2 separate regions of the Mus musculus genome follow, and region 2 is linked to region 1. Evidence: chromatin contacts called from public HiChIP or PLAC-seq data. All regions are on one chromosome and are shown on one strand. The core of a region is the stretch at or near the end of the contact, and the rest is flanking DNA. Distances in the headings are between cores, read along the strand shown.

Region 1 (4,554 bases), core at 734-3,233:
TTATAGATAAAATGTCAACAAGCAATATACTTACTATTATTCAAAACAAATTTAGTAGTATTTTATTTAATTTCTCAGCTTTAATTTAAATTTTAGAAAACACTCTAGGATATAACTATACATATAACTATACATACGAACACACACACACACACACACACACACACACACACACATATATATATATATATATATATATATATATATATATATTTTAATGGTGGGGCTGGTAAAATAGTTTCGTAGATCAAATCACTTGCCAAAAAGCCTAACTACATGAGTTCCACTGCCAGACCCATTTGATGGAAGGAAAGAAACAACTCCAAATTTTCTTCTGACCTCCACACATACCTTGACACATATGGATCCAAATACATACATATGTTCTTTTGAAAATAGTAATATGTGTCCATAATGATAGCAATGTATCAAAAAAGCTCCAAAACTCCCTAGCAATGTATACACATATAAAACATTCCATATACTATATAACATACATGTGATAATATACCTACATCTTATACCTTTTCCCCCTGGATGGTCAGTCACCACTCATTTTAGAAAGGATGCAAAAAAAACTAGTGATAATAATTAAATTCCAACTTGTCAACTCTGCTCTTGAACAGGAACTATGATAAATCCCCTAGCTACAAAGTCCTTAAGTATGGACAATATTGGAAGGAGAGCCTTTCTCTTTAGAGTCTAGGAAAATTAGTCTACCAAATATGAGGTCATGAAAGATATGCTTCAATTTGTATTGATACCTACTATCCAATAACTTGTCTTTCTCAATGAAATCTCTCTGGTGATGCATGGTCAAAGGCTATGTGTTATTGATAGGAAAGCTCTCCATTAGGAGTAACTATGCTCAATGTCATAATATGTTTTGAATAAAAAAATATACAAAATGTTCTGTATTATTTAACATATTAATTATGATGACCTAGTTGTTTTGAACAGGTATTCAAGTAATGAGTGGGTCTCAGTTTTTACATCTTATAAATGGAAAAAAATCTATGTTATATAATCTCTAAGAAACCTTTCCTAGCAGGTGGGAAAATCCTAAAATCCCACAACAAAGTGAAAAGTATGAAACCCATGGGGAATACGTATGCACACAATGAGAAACCTTCAGACCTTGAGATCCAAATGACCAGACTCAAGAGTGTGACCCCCTAATGTTCTCAACTCTATAAAGAATCTTTTCATTGCACAGCCAACAAGACAAGGCCCCCTTTGGGCCTGGGCCCTCTTGCTACCAGTGGCAATCCGAAAGGGTCCTGTTCACTCTAGATCTACCATCTCTAGGTGTCTGTGTCAAGTTGGCAGCACCCCAGTGCGATGAACCGCCAATTCACGTTTTTTTACGTTGCAAAGATCCCATTACCAATTATTTACTGCTAGTATCTGTGGATTAACCACTGGTCATCTATGAAGCACCTACTTAATATGTGTACACTCTCATACCCGCAATATGTATCAAGTAAAGATCTGCTGAGTTGGATTCAACTCCCAAGGCCTGGAGTGACTTCAGGAGCCTCAGCCATTAAATGTTTTGTATGGTAGGCAGGTGGAGGGAAGAGAGCATTCTCATGATCTTCGACCTAACTCTGTTCCTCCCATTTGTGTGTGACACGTGGCTTCTATGACTGCCAGGGTGGCGGGAACTGGGGTGCAGGTAAAATGCTGTGAGAATTGGAGATGGGGACTTACCTGGGGAACCTCTGCTTCAGCTTCCTCAGGCTCTGCCTAGTGGGCGGTACAGACACTAGGCACTGGGCTATCTCCTCGTACTGGGCTTTGGTTAGTATCATATTGGGCCCAAGGAAAAATCACCCTTGGGCTCGTGCGGGCTTGGTGCCTAGAACCTAGGGAAGGGCAGAGCGCGGTACGACCCTGGGCCCTCCACTTATTTAGCTATCCCTTATGCCCCCAAAGCACACCCCCCTAGCTGCACCGCGGGGCGGAGACACGCAGCGTCCCAGGCTTCACCTCCGCGGGAGAGGCGGGCTGTAGAACTATTTGCGCCAGCAGAGTGTACTGAGCAGCCGCAGTAAGCCGGGCCGAAGGCAACTAGCCGCCATCTTGGGTAAGGGCAAAGCAACCAGGAAGTGGCGGCTGCGTACCGAATTCTTTTTGCGTCTTTAGGGGCAGGTGTCCCCAGCAACACCTCCCTGAGATCGGAACCCAGACGCTCATTGAAGACACTCTGCCAGCTGCGAGAAACACAGACGGCCCGTTTCGGGTCACAGGGATGCTTTTCCAGCCTGGAGTTGGAAACCCGGAAGTGCTCTGGTGGAGCGCGGGATTTGAATGTGTTTTTTTCCGACACGCCCAGTTCTGCCGCTCTGAGCAGATGGCCTGCAAAGGAGCAAGGTGAGCGGAAGCTAAGCAGCGAACAGGATCTCTGCAAACCAGCGGTTTCGCCTGTGCTGGGAAAGTTCTTCAGCCTCTCCCGTGGAAGGCAATGCTGGTTTTGTTGAGAACTTAAATTCTGCATTAAATTCTCTGGTGGAAAGCAATGCTGGTTTTGTTGAGAACTTAAATTCTGCATCTTAAAACAACTGGCAGTAGAATGTCAATTCCACTCTCGCATACATAAAGAAGTAAATTCCTGGCCCCCACAATAGTGAGTGCCCAATAATGTGTAGAAATACGAACTTCTGAGTTAATATATTAGAGCATCTATATATTTGGTTTGGTTTGGTTTGGTTTTTTGAAACCTTTGTTTCTAAGGTGGGCGTATGATATGTGTTCTCTCCCATTTTGAGCAAAAGGAAGAAAATCTGCTTAGGTTTTAGCACGTTTAAACGGTTTACTGCTTTCATTTGGTGTAAAGTGTAAGTTGGAAGGTTGGCCTAGATAAGACCCCATTGGTAAATTCTTTAGTTCATCAAAGCCTCAATTACTTTACCTATAAAAATTTGTAATTCATGAGGCAGGTTTTAAGACTAAATAAGGTAGTATAGAGCCAAGTTATGGAGTCACCGTAGTTGTCAGTCAACAGATGAAAGAATAAACAAAATGTGGTTTAGAAACACAGTTTTAAAGATTAAAATAATGACTACATCTGGAAAAAGGACTCAAACCAATATCTTTTGCTTCCTCTCCCTTGTGGCTCTTCAGTTTTACATAGATCACAAGTACACACACATTTACATACATACACATATGTACAAGAAAGAACGCAGAGAAATACTGAGAAAGCAATAAGACTGGGGGAGTGTGTGGACATAAAAATGAAAGAATTTATATTTGTGAAATCAGCACTATGTCCAATGACCATCTGTCAATAAAAACAATAAGATAGTACAAGAGACATTTATTTAGCATAGCATTCAACAGACATTATTTACGTAACTTAGGTTATAAAGACTAAGTTCCTTAAGTAAACTAGGTAGGATGTTTACTAGATAGTGTTTTGTTGGTATTCTTGTAAGGACTCCCTTAATCCCAGTAACTTCCCCTGGCGCAGGTTCTATCCCCATTATTGCTCCGTCCTTCCTTTGTTCAGAGTGAACAAAGGCATAAAAGGTCAAGGAACTTCCCGGAGGTCATGAGAACAAGTCAATAGCCAGAGTGGGATTTAAGTGAAAATTGGTACGCTGTGTTGCTGCCTCTCAACAATGCGTAATCACTTCATCTCCTAGTCACTCTCCTAAACCCAAAGGGTCCATTTTTCTGTTTTTTTTTTTTTAAAGTAAATACTCTAATTAAAAAAAAAAAAATCACATACAAGGGGCTCTTTTTCCCCCTCTAGTTTTCACTATATTTTCTTGACAGTTTCCAAAGTTCAGGACCAACAGCGGTCCCTGAATTGAGCAAGCGCTGCGAGTTTCTAGATCTTTACCTCAGAAAGTTTCCTTCCCATATGCTTTACATCTAGATCTGGTTGTGTGACATTAGCGCATAACCGTTATTTATGGCAGCGGAGCCTGGAGTTGCCACCTGGTTAGTTTGTTGCTGACCCTGCCGTGACTTGTGCAGGAAAGCTGACTGACGAGAAGCAGACAGCACTTGGCTCCCAATCCCTCTCCCCTTCACAGCTTCGCTCCTTCCAGTTCACAGCCATCGGGGATTTTATAGAAAACATCAGTTCAAGGATGTTTGCGCTAGTTGTTTTTATAGCAACCCTCTTCTCCCTGGCTTTTGTCCTGCCCTCGCCCTCACAACCCTTACGGAAATGGCCAGGTTTCTTTTCTTGTTTTTATTTTGAACATGCTGGCAGCCTACTATTTTAACTCAAATCTGGTCGTTGTTTACAAAGTTAGTACTGGGAGAAGCAGAGTGTTCTGTGCTGCTTTCATCTGCAGTGACGTATTAGGTACAAAATAAGAGCTGGGCGGAGCTCTTCTGCTGTGACTTAATTGGTTTTTTTCCCCTCCTAACAGAAATGCTTGCACTTGGCTGAGCATGTACTTGAGGCCCCCTTTTTTTCTTCCTGCTCCTGCCCGCTTTGCGCTCATCCCTCATCACCCCCTTCCTGGATGGTTGAATGTTGAACATTTTAAAAGAGGGGTGCAGTGTGGATGTGAGGCATGTGCTCCTTTCAGT
Region 2 (4,279 bases), core at 638-3,137, 270 kb before region 1:
TCCACTTTCACATCTCAGATCCCCACCCTCGTTTGTGGATGTTGGAGGTCTGGGTCAGGCACCCTGGGACCCCACAGAAAGGGGCGCTTCTAGGAAAAGGCAGTGGTGGGAGTTAACCCAGATCTTTTGGGCAGAATAGGGATGGCTAAGTGCAGCTGAGCTTGAAATATTGTTAGGGACTATTGTAATAACTGAGATAGATTTAAATATGCACCAGCAAGCAAGCTGTTATGCCGAGAAGGAATCTGTTTTGAAGTTCATTGCATTACTTTAAAAGTACATTCTTCTCTGAGGAAGTCTGCCACTGCGGTTGACTTTTTTGAAAGGTCCCCTTTAAGCTCAGTAAAGTGTAAGAGAAGTTACTGCACAACACATGGACCGCCTTAAATATATGTGTACATAGGTATTTGCGTGCCCAGGGAATGCATAGCTGTCCGTGCAACTATATAAACACAATAAAACAAACACAAGGGAGTGGACCCCGCTGCAGCTGAACTCAGAACAAGAAGCAGTCAGCACTATACTCTCACACTCACGAGGGAGGAAGGGTAGAAATCCCACTGTGTTTGGTTACAAACAGCTTAATAAAATTGGGAGGCATTGACAGTCTGGTCAGTGTTCTAAATAAATTGACACGAAGGTCCTCCAGAAGAGACAGAAAATACCTCACCATCAATCTTAAGCCACTTGCCGATTATGATTGCAAGAAAGAGATCACCGAGACTTAGCTTCTCAAATGGCTTGTTAACAGCCCCATGCCTATGTTTTGGCAACAAAATTAACTCTCCAGGAGGAAATAAAATTTTAAAATTTGTTTTGTTTTGCTTTAAAGGCAAAGAAAAATCATCCAAGGAACTTGCTTTTAACACCCTGGATTTGTTGCTGGTCAGAGACTGCTCTTCCCTTCTAGTTTGCTCAGTTGGGCCGACAAAAGAAACGGGATCAACTGATACCTCCATGGGATAAAAGAAAACACTAATATCAGCCTTTAGTTTTCCCTCTTGCTTAGAAGAACTTTATTTTTAATGTCCAGCGTTTTTGTGGTTGAAAGTTGTGCAGATGTAAAAGATGTTAGTTACCTTGTCCACAGCTATCAGGCGACTGGTGTCACTTGAATTTTGCAAGCTTTTTGTATCCATTTGAGTTCGTGAGAAAGAGAATTAGATACCAATATTGTGCACTTTCAAGTAGGTACCCTCCACCCCATCCCTCTCTCAACAGCACCCAAGCCTGCATCTGAATCCTGATGCCCTAATAACCACACTTTACAGAAAAAGGTGGTTAAGCTTTCCATCACTGGGCAGTCTGACAAAGATGCAGCCTCTCTTTGCCCCTAGAGTCCCAAGAAAGAGTGTCTCCACATACGCAAATATTTTTTTTCTATGTTTTCCTTAGAAACTTGAATTGGGTGAACATTTCGGAGGGGTCCTGAATAATTAACATTTCAAAAGGCAAAATGCTGAACAAAGAGAGACAGGTACCAACAACAAAAATATAAAATGAACCGTGCTTTAAAAAAAAAAAATCAACTGTACAGTTACAGATGCCACATCTCAACCTCTCTCACCGAGTGACCCGCTCTCCTAGCACTGAAGCCCTCTCTCCACCAGAGATTCAGGAAAACTGGGGTGTCTGGGGAGAGAGAAAGGGATGGGACCTCCTGGCAGCCTACTCTTCCCACCTGTTCCCTCCGCCCCAAGCTAGATAGAAGTGGCGCCCAGACTCCAAGTGACACTCATCAGGGTGTGTCGCCAAACCAAAGTGGAAACCCAAGTAAGTCCCCGAAGGCCCAGCAGTCTGCCAAAGGGACAAGACCTTAGGGTCGGAGGCACACGCCACCGCCCGTCTGACTGCCTGGCGGGCTGCCTGCGCTTGGGTGGACAAAAGGCTCACTGGCTACTCTAGTGTCGCAGCTGTTCTGTGTCATTCGATGGAGAGAGCAGGCGCTGCAGTGGTGGTGCGCGCGCGCGCGTGCACGGCACACACGTGCACTTGTGTCTGTATCCAGACTCAGGCACTCAACTGTCTAAGTTCCTGGCTCTACTCAGGCCCCTCAGCAGATCCCACCGCATCCCTATGCTACCTGTGTCCCCGGAGCCACGCCCAGACAGGTGTGCCCACCGTGAACCGCAAAGCCTCAGGGTAAAGACTCATGCGAGGAGAGTCAAGAGGCCATAGGCTAGGCGGGGGTCAAGAAGAATGATGGAGTTCTTCAGCTGGAATATCCCAACATTCCAGCTACTGTCACCACACTCAATCTTTCCAGCCCAGACCTGCCGGGTCCAAGAGATTGATTCTGGCAAAAAAAAAAAAAAAAAAAAAAAAAGAAAGAAAGAAAGAAAAACCTGGCTCAGGGAAACCCCGGGGGTGGCCACTGACGCCTGAGACTGAACAGGCTTGGCTTAGGTTCGAAAAACACAGTTTTAATTTTCTTAATGAAGGCGCGCTCTAGAGCTCAGCTGGTAATGGCTGTGCCGAATTTAATAGACTTCTGTCGAACAGCAGAAGACGGATAACTATCGGTTCTAAGTAATCTGCTCTAATGCAATTATTTTTTCCAGGTTCGAAAGTCATTCTGTGGAGAGGGCAGGAGTGAATTAAGCCCCCAGGGGACCTTGGACACAAGGTCCCCCGGGGGCACAAGAGACTGCCTGAAACTGGACCTGAACCTCTTGGGAGAGCTATTTGGGCTTGAGGGTGGAGTCCAGGGCTTCACTGACCTTGGTATCCTCACACCACCCCGTCTCTGCTCACCCACCCATCATTCTTCCTCCACTATTGGTCCCTCTCCCTTCCTCCATCTCTCTCTTCTTTCTCCTCACCTCCTCCAGAAGGCATGTTTCTTTCCTCTCCTCTTTGACTCATCTTTGGGGCTGACCACCATTCCGAGTTTTTCTCTCGGAAGTGTACTCACTCACACAGAAGTAAACTATGGGACTGTCAGGAGTTGAAATGGAATTGTGTGTGATGTTTAGAATATTAGTGTAGCCGTGCACACAGCTAATATATATTTCTAGCCAAAGAGGGAACCAATCCAATCCACATCGACATATAAAAGCTAGCCTCCTTAGAAGATTTTACACAAATTATCATTCCAGGAAATTTTTATTTGGAATTACCCAAGCTCTCCTCAACTATCTACTTCACTTGGCCTGAAACACAAACCTCAGGAAATAGTGATTTAAAGATGTAAAAACTAACAGGAGTCATAATTTTCCTTTGCACGTAAACCAAGCCAAACCAAGTCAAGGAAGTCACTGTGCCCAGAGGAAGCCTAAAGCTTCTGACATGGGCACTTGACCATCAGCCCAGCTACAGGACAAAGGAGGTGTCCATTCCAGAACCCCAGAATATCACCACCCACCCCCAGTGTGCGAAAACCCTGGTTTCATTGAAATGCCCACTCCTTGTTACTGTTTAGTCCTGTGGGAGCTATCTCCTTCCCCCACCCCTGCCCTGTTCTTTTTCCCTTCTGTTTGAGGTACAAGCACAAAGTTCTGTAACCATCATCTCCTCTTTTTCGCCCCAACCCTACCCTTTTCTCCCATCCTTGTCTCCTATCACAGTGGCCAAGAGCAGAGCTAGCATAGAGTCATAGGAAGCCGGGAAACCGCAAGGAGGGAGGCCCTCTTATCTCTTGGCCCTGAGGTACACACCTCTCCTGAACAGTCAGGCTTCAGTAAGAGGAGAGGACAATCCTGTTCCCTCTCCCTTTCCCTCAGCTCTTCCCAAGCTCCTAGGTCCTCAAGTCTGAAGGATTCTAGGGGCTTGCAGCCACTAGGCAGAGTGGACACATGGAATTTGTCATCCAAGTGAAGAGAAGGTGGCCCTGGATAGGCACCAGCCGAAAGAACTACATCTAATTCCTTCAGTGTTTGGACGTCATTACCCTTTAAATTAGAGCCCGAGAAAAGTGTCAGAGGTCCCTGATGATGCCCAGGCCCACCCTGTTCCAGCAACCTTGAATTTTGATGGTACTAAGGGTGGGGGCCACCCCTTAGCTGCAAGAGCAATGTTGGCATGAGGTAAGCAGTAACTGCCACTTAGTCCCACTCTGCCACCTCATCGCTTCCACCTCTAAATCTTTAATCCAACCGGGGTGCAGGCCTATAGCCACTGTTAGTTGAGTGACTAAAAAGAGTAACATGGGCCCCCAAAGCCCTCAGGCTCTTGCTCTGTATTTGCTTAGTAGGAAAGCAGAGGAAAGAGACAGTTTGCCCCCAAGGTGGGTTTTGAAAATTCCCTCTTAGAGGAGCCAAGTTAGAAGGACTTGGTAGAA

What was found. HiChIP or PLAC-seq counts read pairs in DNA pulled down with a chosen protein or histone mark.
Region 2: a contact with region 1 is called in an H3K4me3 HiChIP or PLAC-seq map of forebrain, with 2.8 times the contacts expected there. The contact joins the enhancer-like site here to the promoter of BC052040 in region 1. A contact is called at or near these places in 5 of 39 promoter capture datasets (the 3T3-L1 cell line, cranial neural crest, frontonasal cranial neural crest and 2 more), 1 of 15 datasets of contacts at CTCF or cohesin (the NIH/3T3 cell line), 21 of 484 Hi-C or Micro-C datasets (LSK cells, Th1 cells, Th2 cells and 8 more), 20 of 115 datasets of contacts at active chromatin or transcription factors (acute myeloid leukemia, astrocytes, bone marrow-derived macrophages and 10 more) and 3 of 9 other capture datasets (adipose tissue, embryonic stem cells and liver).

Annotation. Positions count from the first base shown.
Region 1 is chr2:115,579,145-115,583,698 of GRCm38.p6, reverse strand. BC052040 (cDNA sequence BC052040) reads right to left here and starts at 1,983. Exons shown (of 11, transcript NM_207264.4): 1 at 1,714-1,983. The coding sequence starts at 1,814.
Region 2 is chr2:115,850,454-115,854,732 of GRCm38.p6, reverse strand. No RefSeq gene overlaps it. Among named protein-coding and RNA genes, the nearest start is that of Gm31590, 46 kb to the right of the region's middle. Within about 2 kb of position 1,887, at least 41 of the 459 cell types and tissues checked have an H3K27ac peak or open chromatin away from gene starts, as enhancers often do. A contact at or near this core is called in astrocytes, cerebral cortex, embryonic basal ganglia and 2 more, where this site is marked.